Linked DNA regions of Gossypium arboreum: region 1 is linked to region 2. Evidence: chromatin contacts called from public Hi-C data. All regions are on one chromosome and are shown on one strand. The core of a region is the stretch at or near the end of the contact, and the rest is flanking DNA. Distances in the headings are between cores, read along the strand shown. Region 1 holds the start of LOC108467132. Region 2 has its middle 17 kb from the start of LOC108471008.

Region 1 (2,700 bases), core at 151-2,650, 680 kb before region 2:
GTATAATAAAATAGGGAAATTATTTTGTTAGTCACTCAATTATTAATAATTATTTTTTCATTCAATTATTAAAAGTTATAAAATGACCATTTAACTATAAAAGTTTACAAAATGGCACCTAATTATTCAATTTTGTCATTTTGATAGGAAACTTTTAAAATTGATATAATAACAACTTAAACCCTCAATATTTATACATTGTGTCAATTTAGTCTTGTTTCTAAAAATCTAACCTCAACATTTACACATTGTGTGATTTAGTCTCTTTTTTTTTCAATTTTAGTTTTTCTTTGTGACCCTTTCACCTAAAAAGCTAAAAAAACACAAATTTATTAACTAAATTTGATTAAAATACACAAAAATATAGAAACACCTAAAAATTTAATATAATAATCTTAATTTTTCTCATTCTTTTAAAATAAACCTTCAATGCCACCAAAAAAGCAACAAAAAGAAATCAAAATACACAATGTGTAAATATTGTGAATTAAATATTTTAAAATCAAGACTAAATTGACATAATTTATAAATGTTGAGTATTAAAATTGTTATTATGTCAATTTTAAAACTATCATTAGAAAAATAATAAAATTAAATAATTAAGTGATTATTTTATAATTTTTATAATTAAATAATTAAAAAATTATTAATAATTGAATCACTATTAATATAATTTATCCAATAAAATAAAACAACACTGACACATTCCCTCTTCCCCACAGACTTGAACTATTGAATCAAAAAATCAAAAAAAAGGAGACACACAAAATCTGTACAAAAATATTATATGTTTAATGTGCACTGCAGTGCCAGAGAATGAGTTACTCAGTCGCTTACAAAATGGTGCCAATTGGAGTAATAACATAACATCACATATATGAACAACTGTTGGAGACTGCAAAATCTGATTTGATTGAAGTCTACTCTATTTCTTGTCTGATTCTTATTCATACTTATCTGCTTGTCTGTAATATATTTTGAATGAATCAATATATGTAAATATTATTCGTACTTTGCTTTGCTTTGCTACCATTATGTGCATTCAAGCTTTCTTTAATTTAATTTTAAGATGACGATGGAGTTTGCATCTAATTCATTGAAAATGACCATCTTTGGGAACACCATGTTTTCTTAATGCCGGAAAAGGAAAAAGGAAGCTTCATATTTGTTTTTGTGTGTTGAGAGGATATATAGTTTAGCCATTTGGAATATCATTTTGTTCTGTGGGAGTGATTATGACTTGTGGAAAAATAAATGAATGATGTGATAGGCAATGGTCCCCTAACTCACCATTTACAAATTAAACCAAATCCCTTCCAACTATTAATCTTCTGGTTATTCTTGGATAACTTTTAAGTTTTACCCAAATTTAGAATCTTTTCCCTAAAGTTCATATTTATTTATTCATTCATTCACTTGAGAGACTTCCTCCCTATTGGTAACTAAAAAGGCACAACTTTTTCCTGTATCATTTATAATTAATAAATTATTATTAAGTCATGAGCCTTTTTCATCATACAGATCTTAGCTTAGAGTTCCCACTTTTATTCAATTCTATATGTCTGTCTAGCTTTCCTGTTCTTTATCATCTGCATCTTTAAACCGACACCATGTCCATGATAATGTCTCTTTTATATTTCTCCTGTTCTTCGTTAGCATTCAGCAACCTTTCTTCATTAGTTGGCTCTCTCATTCTTCATTTTTCTCTCTAAAACAAAGGGTATGTTTACCTTTTTGTTATTATTTCTGTTTGTTTTGCTTCAGATGCTTCTAAAGTCAATAAAAATTGGAAGCTTGGGATGAATTGAAAACCCTGTTCCAGTTTTAGCTTTATGGGGTCTTAAACAATTGGCAAAGCTTAAAATTTTGGAAGTTTTCAACCTTTGTTTTCCTTGTTTGATTGAGTTAACTATTCTTTTGACCGAGCATTGAGTCTAAAAATTATCAACTTCCTATAAGTTTCTTTTTTGAATTTCGGTGTTTCTGTTGCTTAGATCATCATAATCGTTTATGCTAGACTAGACTTGATTACAGGATGGATATTGCTTGGCTTGGAAAACTCGGGATATTCTTTTAAAACTTGAAATTGAAGAAAATTTCCATACGGTGCTGTCAGCACAATTTCAGATAAATTGTACTCATTCCTCTTACCCGTTTTCTTTCAGTTCCTTTACTTCTCATCCTTTTGCTTTTGATTTTTTGCTGTACAACTTTCCCACACGGATTTGAGAGTTGTCAATGATTTGATGCCTGCACATTTCATTCACTCAGTTCCCATTTTGCATGTTTGTGAAATTGCTACAATGAATAATGTTGGATAAGAGTTTCAAAAAGGGTTTAAATTCACTTGCTTTTAAACATAATCGATGAAGCTCACACTACCTGAAGTCTAAAGCGTTTGCACAAGGTTTTAAGGTGCACATCAACAGTGATCTACTGATGAAGTAAATAGTGGTGTTGAAAGTGCAAAGTTTGATTAGAATCAAAATATATTCTAAAAAATGTAGCTCAGGATTAGCCAAAAGTTTTCCCAGTTAGAGTTTTGCACCTTGAAGCACTTATAACCCTTCTATTGCTTGTTTTTGTTCACTTTTATAATCCAATAGAAGCTCATCTCTGTAATAACTAATTTCAATGTATGATGTCAACAATGCCGATTGTGTCTCTTATCTTACAACGTACAGCTTTATTTGTTTGTCA
Region 2 (2,702 bases), core at 114-2,613:
GACCCAAAACAACGTCGTCTGATCGTCCTACAAAAGCAAAAATTTTCTGGAAAATATCAATCTTCTACCCCTTTAAAGAAAAAATTTGAAACGCCCCTAAATGCTCTCAAACCCCTTCGTCTAAATGCTGATTCCAGCGAGAAAAAGGGGGCACCACGGTGGCAACGGGCGAAACCCAGGTGAGATCTTCATTCTCTCTTTCTCCCCCTCCTATATTTCTTTCTTTTAATCCCTAAAAAAATAATGGAAATCGATGCAGAAAAGGAATGAATAAATTGAAGGTAAAGGCACCACCTTTAGAAACTTTTGCTTTTCTGATTGCTTTGTAAATCTATTTTTTGTATTCCAGTATGTCTAATATACGCGTATTGCCTCCTCATTACAATGAAAATAAGGCTTTTATATAGCCGAAAATAAAAAATACAAAAATACAAAAAATTTCCTTTTCTATTATTTTTCTCCTTGTTGCTTTTTTTGCTGTGCTGTTCTTGTCTTCATGCAGCTACGAATGTATGGAGCTTGGTGGTCGTACGGTGCTGCGCTGGCGGTGAGGACAAAGGGTTGCTTGGTGGCTACTGCAGCGCGCCTTGCTACTTAGGGGTAACTGTTTGGCTAAACCTATGTTTAGGTTTTGGGCCATTGGGCCACATTGTAAATGGATATTTGGGTCTTGGTTTAGTTAAGTTATTTGTAATAGTTTTGGACTGTTATAAAATTTAAATTTTGGTCTTGTATTTGGGTTAATATCGGACTTTTATTATTGGATTTTTTTTTTATTTTTGGTTTGTTTGTAACGGGTCTGGAAAATTTGGCCCAGTACATGGCAAATTCTTGTAGAATTGTTGGAAATGTAGTGTGCTATTGTATTAGTGGACTGATGGTTTATTGCTTGAAAAATTGTGTCAAAAAGTTAACTACTGAAAAAAGCACTTAAACTAGTTTACTTTGTTACTGTAATATTTTTTTCATAAGGAAATTTCATTAATACAATTCGTGAAGAAATAACAAATGCTTGTTGTACGCGTTGAAAGATATATTTTATCAATACAACAAAAGTTTTAACTTCAATATCAATAAAATATTATGATACATTGACAATTAATTTTGTCACAATTCAAGCACAACATATCAAAAGTGATTATAAACACTTGATAAGAAAATCAGTTCTGGATAGTCCAAAATGGTGGACATAAATCGACAAGAGAATTAAATATCCACTAAACTAAAGAAGATGGCAACGAAATTAACCCTATCGTTTGCAAAAGCAAGACTAAAAAGCATACTACAAGAATAAATAAAAACATCTAAAAGTAAGACTTATTAAACGAATTTAAACTTAAAAAATTGTTTATGCAATGAGTGCTCAAGCTAATTTTTTGAACCTGATCTTAATCACCGACAATTTTTAGAGAAAAACTTGGTCGTTAACGTGAGAAAAAACACTAACATATCATGATGAAAAAAAATGCAAATTTGAACTTAAAAATTGTATTTGTAGTTTCAATTTAAGTATTGCTTCGTTGGGTTCCCTAAATTATCTCCTGGTACCTTGATAAAAAAAATAATCAGCGCCTAATGAAGATGATATTTTGTGAAATTAATGTATTATTTTTAATTTGGTAAAACGTAGAAATAATATTTCAAATACATAATTTTTGAAACAATAAATAAATTTTCAGTTGTCTCTAAACATTCTTGAAATTCAAAAGGAAAACCAATTAACATCTAACTTCTCAGAAAATCATAAAATATTTAAGAAATTTCTCATTTTTGGGAAAACTAACAATCACCAAATAGAAGATAAGATAGTTTGAAACTAATTAAGAATGAAGACCTGGAAATTACTTTCGGCTTTACTTAGATATTTGTTTATCTAAAGAGTAATTAAAAAAATATTATATATGTTTATAATTAAAATTTTGAATGGGATTTGATGCTCCAGATCCGATCACCTCCGCCATCTGAAATCAAATTGAGCAAAAACTACAATGAACTTACCAAATTCAAGGAGGACCCGTCACGCCAGGGAAGAGTTCCGATATTTTGTTGACTACTTCCATAACCTGAAGTAAATGAAAAAGAGTCTAGTCATTCAAGTTACCAACAATAGAAGGGTATCAAGAAATTAACTATCAAGACGACCTCTGCTGCAATCAAGAGCCAAAACACGGCAGCAAAGTTCAAACGAGGATATGACAAACCACAGATAGAATTTTAATAAGCATTTATCAAACTTAGGCGTTTTAGTTTTTGGATAAATTAATGTAGCCATATACATGCTGAACATATAAGTTCGAAAGAGAGGTAAAGGTGAGAAACTCCAAGTGATGATGTCCAATAAGCCCACCAATTGAATAGAAAGAAGGAAAATATTACTTCCTTGTCGTTTTGATATTTCGCAATACTCAGTGGGTTCTGGGAACACTGCAAAAGCAGCACGAAGTCATGAAAATAAATACAAAATGTTTACTATGAGTGAATGACATGTAGACATATATTCAAGGCCATAGCCAGGAAGGGACTGACAGTGGCCCCGGCACCTCTAAAATAAAAACTTTTCCATTTAGACCTTTCAAATTTTTAAAAAAATTTAAATTAATAAAGATAAAATTACACTTTGACCTCTAAAAATGATGAAAATTTGATTTAATCCTTTAAAAATTATAAAGATATAGACTATTCAAATGGTGAAATTATATTTT

What was found. Hi-C and Micro-C count contacts between places; a contact is called where the count stands out from the background.
Region 1: a contact with region 2 is called in a Hi-C map of leaf, with 2.6 times the contacts expected there. The contact joins the promoter of LOC108467132 here to the enhancer-like site in region 2. A contact is called at or near these places in 2 of 5 Hi-C or Micro-C datasets (both in leaf).

What each region holds. Positions count from the first base shown.
Region 1 is chr7:22,840,606-22,843,305 of ASM2569848v2, reverse strand. LOC108467132 reads left to right here and starts at 1,400. Exons shown (of 6, transcript XM_017767659.2): 1 at 1,400-2,134.
Region 2 is chr7:22,157,757-22,160,458 of ASM2569848v2, reverse strand. It overlaps the pseudogene LOC108471987. Among protein-coding and RNA genes, the nearest start is that of LOC108471008, 17 kb to the left of the region's middle. Within about 2 kb of position 1,363, at least 2 of the 2 cell types and tissues checked have an H3K27ac peak or open chromatin away from gene starts, as enhancers often do. A contact at or near this core is called in leaf, where this site is marked.